2 separate regions of the Sus scrofa genome follow, and region 1 is linked to region 2. Evidence: chromatin contacts called from public Hi-C data. All regions are on one chromosome and are shown on one strand. The core of a region is the stretch at or near the end of the contact, and the rest is flanking DNA. Distances in the headings are between cores, read along the strand shown. Region 1 holds the start of LOC110260999. Region 2 holds the start of LOC106510528 (zinc finger protein 461).

Region 1 (4,738 bases), core at 622-3,121, 5.0 Mb after region 2:
TAATGTTAGCCTAGTTGTGAGTGTCACACCAGCTTCCTAATGTCAGGGGCAGTTTTGCTTTCAACTCTCAGTTCATTCAGTGAAGCATTATATAGCCAACATTTGGAAAGAGATTTTCAGTGCTGATATTAGAAAATGTCTAGCCTATACTGAGTTTAACATGGGATTTCATTAAAAATGTATATGATGATACATATATGTATGTTTACAGGGAGAAAAAAAACTTACCTTCAAGGGGAAGGAGTCTAGGTGCTCCGCCCCCCCCCATTTTACTTTATGCTATATTTAATTAGCTTTCAGTAACATGTGCTTTTATTTTTTTATTTTTTATTTTTTTGTCTTTTCTCCTTTTCTAGGGCTGCTCCCACAGCATATGGAGGTTCCCAGGCTAGGGGTCCAATCAGAGCTGTAGCTGCCATCCTACGCCAGAGCCACAGCAACACAGCAACACAGGATCTGAGATGCATCTGCAATCTATACCACAGCTCATGGCAACGCTGGATCCTTAACCCACTGAGCAAGGCCAGGGATCGAACCCGCAACCTCATTGTTCCTAGTCAGATTCGTCAACCACTGAGCCACGACAGAAACTCCAACATGTGTTTTTAAATTACTATTGTAATAAAGATACTTTAACCAGAAAATATAAAGGAAAAACTCTTAATACAAAACATCTTCCCTCACCAGTAGACTCCTCACTGCTCTAACATTAAATCATAGGCTTTGGGAGTTCCTGCTGTGCACAGGATTGGCAGTGTTTTGGGATTCCTGGCCCTGGCACAGAAGGTTTAGGATCCATTGTTGCTGTAGCTGCAGTTTTGATTGTAATTGCAGCTTGGATCTGATCCCTGGTTTGGGAACTCCATATGCCACAGGGTGGCCAAAAAAAAAACAACAAAAAAACAAATCATAGGCTTTGGGAGTCAGCCTTGGCATTGGGAGTCCAATGCCAAGATTTTCAGCATTGTTAATGCCGTTAATTAAAGGTAAAGAAGTAGCCTTAGCCATTAATGTACTTTTTTTGTTTTGGTCTTTAGGGCAGAACCCTTGGCATATGGAGGTTCCCAGGCTAGGGGTCCAGTCAGAGCTACAACTTCTGCCTACACCACAGCCACAGCAGCGCAGGATCCAAGACGTGTGAAACCTACACCACAGTTCATGGCAATACCAGATACCTGACCCACTGAGTGAGACCCAGGGATTGTTTCTGCTGCACCGCAGTGGGAATTCCAACAATTTCTTAACTTCTCTGAAATTTAATGTTTTCACCTCCAAAGTAGGTATTGTAATAACCTCAATAAAGGAAAAGCAATTTTCCATAAAACAGGCTCCCACTTTGGCCCTTTCAAGTTGTTTTTCCTGCCAAACCAGTGATACCACAGGGTCTGGAGTTGGGTTAATACCTTCTTCGTTCATTTTTCCACCCAAATCATTCTACCTCGCCTATTCTTTAGCCTTATACTGTCAGATTATACTCAAATTACTCTCCTTTTAATCACCTACCGTCCCCTAGTCATTCCTCAGTTAATTTTTTGAAGGTTTTATCTCCTCACTTCCTCCCCCGCCCCCCCTCCCGTGCCAACAATACTGCTGCCATAATTGGGAGGATTTCTACTTCAAAAAGTCGTGTCTGTGGAATACCTTCGCGGGACGACTCAGGAGCAGACTCTTACTACCACCACGGAAGTCGGGACTGTGGGATTCTTTCCGCCCTGGCATCCTGGGAAGTGGAGGCAAGAAACTTCCTGCGCCCCCAACACGTCTACCTGGAAGGTGAGACTCCCGATGGTTTTCCTTGGTATTCTAGGAAGTGTAGTCCAGATGCTCCGCGTAGTCGCTTGCACTTCCGTGGGCGTGGGTGGGAGGAGGGTGGTGCCTGGTGCATTCTGGGAAGTGTAGTCCAGATCCTCTGCGCACCAATTGCACTTCCGGGGGTCTGATGCATTCTGGGAAGTGTAGTCCAGCCGCTCCGCGAACTCGTAGGCACTTCCGTTCCCCGAGTGTTAGTTTGCTGGTGTTTTCTGTGGGGGCGGTGCGTCAGTTCCGAGTCTAGCTGGCCCTTCTGAACTTCCTGGATGTTTGCTCGGGAGCCGCAAGGACTTGACAACAGATTTAGGGGAAAAGAATCTTTGGCGGAGAGCACAGGTACCCAGGCGCAAGGACAGCGGTGTGTATTCCCTACTCAGAGCCTCTGTGCATTGAGAGTCGTCTCTTTACCCAGATAGGGCACGAACTCTAATTGCGTATCCCCAGGATTGAGAGTTCTCCTGCTCTCAGCTCGCCCAGTCCGCCTCCCTACACTTTTCACGCACCCTTCTGTTTCCTTGCGTTGGGAGTTAATCTCCTGGTGCCTCTTGTTGCTTTTCTTTAAAATATTAGGATATTAGGACTTTCCTGATACAATCGTTTGGGGACTTAAAAGAGATGGTACAAATTGACGTCTTAACTAGTACCTGGCACGTAGTGAATTAACATCTCTTCTTGATGTTAATTTACCCTGGAGCGGTTAGGTCCCCGGGTTAGGGTCAGAGATCCAGCTTCAGTGATTCTTGCCCTTCTGTCTTTGCCTGTGTGATGCTGGATAATCCCGGACCTATTCTGACTTTTTTGGAGGGAAAGGTGAGGATTGCTTCCAGATTGCTTGAAGGGAGGGGAGGCTTTAACTTTAATCAGAGACGGGGACTCGATCGTCGCATTCCACAGCGTTCTTTCTTTCCCCAGCGTGATTTCTCAGAAAGGGCTGCACTGAGGTAGAAGGAGTGACTCCTGGGCTACTGAGAGCAATGCCCGGAGTAAATGAAACTTGACATCCTTTTTTTTTTTCCAATGGTGGGCACATCAATCAGAGGATATATAGAACGTGTAATTGGACATGGGTATTGTTGGTAATTAACTTCAGATTTCTGGCTGCGAAGCAGTGGGTTAAGAATCCGTAGTTGCCGCAGCTGCAATCCCTGGCTCAGAACGAGGGTGCGGCCGTAAAATAAAATTTTAAAAAACTAACTTCGATGATGAGGGCTTTGCACAAGTAAGTATATTATGCCACATCATGGCTCCGTGAAGAAACATTGCATTTTCCCTATTCTGTAAAATGGGATTGAGACCTAGGGAGCTGTACATTATTTGCACATAGTCACCCACCAAGTAGGAGGCCAAGTTGGGGTTGGAATTCAGGCAGCCTGAGTCCAGAGCTTGAGTTCAGAATCTCTTGGATGTAATTCTCCTTAAGCCTTAGGAACTAGGTGGAATCAGGCACCCTAGCTAGGACTTGGTTGTGAGGGACCTTAAAATCTAATCAAATGGGCTTAGACTTTTCAGTGAGTTTTTACAAACTTTATCAACTATTTTGTTTTGCTTGGTTTTCTGGAGTTTTTTGTGGAATTTTTTTTTTTTTTTCATTTTAGGGCTGAGTCCATAGCATATGGAGGTTCCCTACACAGCAACGCAGGATCCTCAACCCACTGAGTGAGGCCAGGGATTGAACCCGCAACCTCATGGATCCTAGTCAGGCTCATTAACTGCTGCCACAAAGGGAACTCTTGTTTTGCTTGTTACAAATGATATTTCTTTTTTTGTCTTTGTTTTGTATTTTTATCTTGTATTTTTTTGGCTGTGGCATTCGGAAATTCCAGGGCCAGGGATTGAATATGCCACAACTGTGGCCTGAGCCACTGCAGTAGCAACACTGGATCCTTAGCCCACTGTGCCACCAAGGGAACTCCCAAATACTTTTTTTTTTTTTTTGTCTTTTTGTCCTTTTTTAGGGCCACACCCACGGCATATGGAGGTTTCCAGGCTAGGGGTCTAGTCAGAGCTGTAGCTGCCGGCCTACACCAGAGCCACAGCAATGCCAGATCTGAGCCGCGACTGTGACCTACACCACAGCTCATGGCAACACAGGATCCTTAACCCACTGAGTTAGGCCAGGGATCAAACCTGCAACCTCATGATTCCCAGTCGGATTCGTTTCTGCTGCGCCACGACGGGAACTCCCTGAATACTTCTTATTCTTGTAGAACTGTATCATTGTGGAATATTCAGGAATTACAGAAACATGAGAGAAAACAGTTTTTTTAATTTACTCATTCATTCAGGGTGCAAAGATAGCAGCTGTGGAGTTCCCATTGTGATTCAGCAGTATTGAACCTGACTAGTATCCATGAGAATTTGCTTTTGATCCCTGGCCTCACTTCGTGGGTTAAGGATCCAGCATTGCTGTGGCTGTGGTATAGGTCGGCAGCTAAAGATCTGATTCCACCCCTCGCCTGGGAACTTCCATATGCCTTGGGTGTGCCCCTAAAATGACCAAAAAATTAAAAAAAATTTTAAGATAGTAGCTGTTAAGTTTCTAATGCATTTCTGTTTAGTGGGGTTTTTTGTATATTTGTTTATAAAAAAACATTTTTTTGTTGTTGCACCCACAGCATATGGAAGTTCCTGGGCCAGGGATGGAATTCAAGCTGCAGCTGTGGCCTGTGCCACAGCTGTGGCAAGTCTGGATCCTTAACCCATTGTGCCACAGCAGGAACTTCTACAAATTTTTATCATACCTTTCTTATTTGTTTTAATTATGGCAATTTCCAAATACTGACAAGAAAGAGTGAACTAATGAACTTCCATCGTGATCATCCTTACTATTTTTGTTATTATTGTTATTCCTATGATTATTTCCTGATTTTAAAAAATGTTTTATTTTTATATAGTTTTAGATCTATAGAAAAGTTGCAAAAATTGTGTA
Region 2 (5,012 bases), core at 2,393-4,892:
TTTTGTACAATATAGAGCACAGATTTTTTTGGGTTTTTTTTTTTTTTTGACTTTTTAGGGCCACACCTGCAGCATGTGGAAGTTCCCAGGCTAGGGATCGAATCGGAGCTATAGCTGCCGCCTACACTGCAGCCACAGCAATGCCAGATCCGAGTCACCTCTGCGACCTACACTGCAGCTCATGGCAGTGAGAGATCCTTAACCTCCTGAGCAGGGCTAGGGATCAAAACTGCATCTTCTTGGATGTTAGTTGGGTTCGTTACTGCTGAACCACAGTGGGAACTCCTCCACTGGCTTCTAAGAAGGCTTCTCAAACAACCATGTTAAAGTTCTGATTCTTCACCCCAGCCAACACAGTACCTCCCTTTTTTGCCTGTTGATTCAAAGGGTTAAGGAGCTCAAACTGGCTGAGTAGCAGTATTAACTTACAGGTCAATGAAATCATTGTGTCTCCTGTTGGAAGGATTCCTCCATTTGGAACTAAGGGCAGCAGAGCAAAGCTTGTGGGGACAGGAACAAAAATTTTACTTTTGGGTTAGTAGAGGTAATAGTGAGTAGTGTCATGCCCATTTTTTAATTACTGGTCTTGTGAATCTTGGCCATGGGAGAAACAGCACCAGATATTAGACACTGATCCAGAGCATATATAGCCTTCTGGGGAACTTTGCCTCAGCCCTGCAAGATAACTGCCACCTAGCTGGCATTGTAGTTGAGTCTTCAAAAGATCATCCCATTGTTCTATCAAGCCAGTGCCTTGGGATGGAAGGGAACATAGTAAGACCAGGAATTCCATGGTAATGGATCCATTGCTGCACTTCATTTTTTGGTTGTGGGAGGAGCCAGGTGCAACAACTTATCTTTCACCTTAGGGTATCTGACATGCCCACCCCACTGGAACCCTACAGATTTCACTGAGGTAGAAGGTCCCTGAGTTTTTGGTGGATTTATTTTCCACCCTCTGATACACAAATGTCTTACCAATAAATCTAGAGTAGTTGCCACTTCTTGCTCACTAGGCCCAATCAGCATATTGTCATCAGTGAAATTTATCGGCATGACATTTTGTGGAGGGAAAGGTAATTAAGATCTTTGTGAACTAAATTATGACATAAGGCTGGAATGTTGATAGAGCCCTGAAGTGGGACATCAAAGATGTATTGCTGGCCTTGACAGCTGAAAGCAAACTGCCTCTGGTTGTCTTCATTAATACGAGGGAAGAAAAAAATTGCCAGATCAATAGTTACATCCAGGTACCAGGAATGTGCTAATTTGCTCAATGGATGAAACTACATTCGGTGCAGCAGCTGCAATTGGCGTCACCACCTGGTTAAGGTTATGATGATCCATTATCATTCTCCAGTGTCCATCTGTCTTCTGCGCAGGCCAAATAGGCAAGTTGAATATGGATGTGGTGGGAATCACCTCCTTTGCATCTTTCAAGCCCTTAATGATGGCACTGATTTCTGAAATGCAGTGTTTCTTTTGGTTTACTGTTTTTCTAGGTAGAGGCCGTTCTAGTAGCTTCCACTTGTCCTTTCCCACCATCATAGCCCTCACTCAACAGGACAGAGAACCCATGTGAGAATTCTTAACAGCTGCTGAGTATGTCTATCCCAATTATCCATTCCAGGACTTGGGGGGGGAAAAAACCACAGGATGGGTTTAGGGTCTACTTTAGATGGACTTGAGCTAAAACTTCATCGATCACCTGACTGCTACAGGCCCTGGTCCACCCTGACTAGTGAACCACAGTGATGTTTTGGGTCTCCTAAAATTAGTGTCCAGAACCAGTGTTCAGTATTCCCTGAAAGTTCTGATCACTTCCTTTTCCTTGACATAGTTATCCGGGTAAAGGCTGTAGGTTCCTTTGGGAAAGCTTAGGGGAAAATTTAACAATGTAAATTTTTGGTAATGTAGCAGGGCCACTCATTGCAGAGGTTCTAAGTCTGTATAGAGGGTTAAGTCTGAGAAATGAGGGGCTGTGACTCTTATCATTCAAGCTAGACTTTTGTTCTCTTGCCCTAGAACTCTTCCATTTATACAGGTCAAGTTAAAGAGTTTAGCAGACTTACCATCTTTCACGTCTACCAAAGAACATCAACCATTCTTCCAGTTACCACATGACAGAAATTAAAAAAAAAAAGTCATGGTCATTTTGCTTTTTATTTATTTTTTTGTCTTTCGTTTTTTGAGGGCCAAACCCGCGGCATATGGAGGATCCAGGCCAGGGGTCTAATCAGAGCTGTAGCCACTGGCCTACGCCAGAGCCACAGCAACACGAGATCTGAGCCACAGCAACACCGGATCCTTAAACCACCAACCGAGGTCAGGGATAGAACCCTCAACCTCATGGTTCCTAGTCGGATTCATTAACCACTGAGCCACTATGGGAATTCCCATCATTGTCTTTTTATAGGTAGTAAACTCAATCTCACACACTTGTAATACTGCAGTCTCTCATGTAGTTACTAATATAAAATCACAACCATATACACTATCTCTATCAAGATTTTAACTTACATAAGTTGCCTTCTAACACACACAAAAATGTATCTACCAAATCTCTCATGTGATCTCCTACCCAATCATACTCAGTTAAAATATCAAACTCAAATCACAGCATTATACTCACTCACTGAACATATATTTTCACTGTCATAAAATTCATCCAGAGATTTGGCTCTAGTCACAAACCACTTTCACAAACTTCGTACGTTTCACTCAACACTCTCTCCCAGTGATAGTCTCAAGTGCACACCATCTCACACATATGATCAAGAATCGACAAAGAAACACAATCCCATGTTCTCACAGATACATTTCCTCACACAAGAGATAGGGTTTCTGGCCTCTCAGCAAGGTTAAAAATCTTTACCATAGATTTGTCCCTTCTGGCAGTTAATCTGTACTAGTTTCCACCCCTCTCAGTTAATTCCAGTCTCTCATGCACACTTAGACACACAGTATCACCTCACAACCCCCCCCTCCCCTCCACCGCCAAGATAAGGCTCAGAACCAGTTCACCCTTCACCAGGAATCTGTGATTCATCCATTCGGTGCCTCCTAGTCCTAAGAGACAAGCTTCCTCCCTTCTCTAGTGAAATTCACCCGCGGACACTCGCCACAGCCAAATCCTCCCAGTAGTCACAGGTAGACCTGGCACACTGAATGTTACAAGGTCATTGCCTGTGTAACCGCGCCACCCGCAATCATGAGTAACCAATCACTGTCTCAAGCGCATACCTAAATCACATCACATTATGCCACCACACAAACACTGCGCGTGGCCAAGCTCACCGCCTAAACCTATACAAGTATGCACCACATCCGCTTTCACATACGAGTTTTCTCACGCTTGACACCCTCCACTCGCTGTCACATAATCCTCTCCCTCTCGATCTGACGCGCTTTCGGATACGTGGACAGAAAACACATCCAGCATAGCAACCGCACAGCAGAGGCTGAAGCTCTCTGCATCAGATCCGAGTTTGCGCCCCTCAGTTGGGCGGTGGTGGCATCTCTCATAGCCTCATTGAAAGCGCGCAGGTGCGGCAGGAAGTCTGGCGGAAGATCTACCTACTTCGCTAGCCTCCCAGGCTCCTTGCTCGCGGACTACGTTTCCCAGAGCCCACAGCGCGCCAGAGCTACTTCCGGTAGGAACGTCGGGTGAATGGTCAGCGGCAGAGGCGGTTGAGGGCTTCCCAGGACGGGTTCAGTAGGCAGGGCTCTGCGTGGGTCCTGGAATTCGAGTCAGAGCTTGGACCAGAGCTCCTCCTGAGGATGCTGAAGGTAACGAATCCTGTCGCCCCAGGACTGGCAAGAGGAGTGTCTGGAGTGTTAGGTTTCTAAGTGCAGGAGCAACCGGAGGGAGGGATTAGGATGTGGGTGTGTGACGGAAATTAGTCTCCGGACTAAGTGTATTTGGCTGTTGTGACAGCTCCTGGAGTCATGCTTTTGTGACAGTGTAATTGTGTGCATGGGCATATGTGTAAATGACGTTTGTGTTTGTGACCATGATTGCAATTGGCTCTTTGTGTAAGCCCCATTTATTTATATAAAAGAAAAGCACATTTACACAAACCCTTACAACCACGCAACGAAGTAGTTAGGGAGACATTCCAGTAGTCACCTGTGGATTCATACACGCGTCATAAAACCAAAATCACATAAGCTACCCCATGTTTATTATCACAAAACTTCAGGCAAAGCGACATATATTATAGCAACAGCAAGTAATGAAAACAAAAAAACTACTCTTGGAGTTCTCTTATGGCTCATCAGGTTAAGGATCCAACTGCACTATCACCTTGCAGTGGCTTGGGTCACTCCTGTGACCCGGGTTCGATCCCTGGCCTAGGAACTTGCACATGTCACAGGCGCAGCCAAAAAACAAACAAGCACTACCCTTGCCAACTTAGTCTACTTCCTCAACTGAAGAGCTCTCACAGGATCTGAAGAGCTCACACAAGAATCATAGAAATAGAGAACATAACATAGAGCAGAAACTTATGACCTAGAACATAGAAACATAGCTCACACAATCATAGAAATGTAGTCTCCACGGCTCTGGCTACTGCATATCACACTCAAAAGTCACACAAAGTTTGAGCTGCAGGAAAAGCCTGTTATCTCATAATTTTTCTCTGCCTCACTATTTCTGCCATTCCCCTTAGAAACACCTCGAATGGGGAGTTCCCGTCGTGGCGCAGTGGTTAACGAATCCAACTAGGAACCATGAGGTTTCGGGTTCGATCCCTGCCCTTGCTCAGTGGGTTAACCATCCAGCGGTGCCATGAGCTGTGGTGTAGGTCGCAGACGTGGCTCGGATCCCGCGTTGCTGTGGCTCTGGTGTAGGCTGGCAGCTACAGCTCCGATTAGACCCCTAGCCTGGGAACCTCCCATATACCGTGGGAACGGCCCAAGAAATGGCACAAAGACCAAAAAAACCCCACCTCAAATGGGCTAAAAGAATAGCACTGTTGCATGTACAAAAAGTGTCTAAGATTATTGAG

The links. Hi-C and Micro-C count contacts between places; a contact is called where the count stands out from the background.
Region 1: a Hi-C map of liver shows a contact between it and region 2, with 7 times the contacts expected there. The contact joins the promoter of LOC110260999 here to the promoter of LOC106510528 in region 2. A contact is called at or near these places in 2 of 47 Hi-C or Micro-C datasets (heart right ventricle and liver).

What each region holds. Positions count from the first base shown.
Region 1 is chr6:50,770,878-50,775,615 of Sscrofa11.1, forward strand. It overlaps LOC110260999, which reads right to left and starts at 1,872. Exons shown (of 2, transcript XR_002344680.1): 1 at 1,642-1,872. LOC100737582 (zinc finger protein 226-like) reads left to right here and starts at 2,008. Exons shown (of 13, transcript XM_021097546.1): 1 at 2,008-2,167.
Region 2 is chr6:45,740,202-45,745,213 of Sscrofa11.1, forward strand. LOC106510528 (zinc finger protein 461) reads left to right here and starts at 3,643. Exons shown (of 4, transcript XM_021097140.1): 1 at 3,643-3,789. The coding sequence starts at 3,781.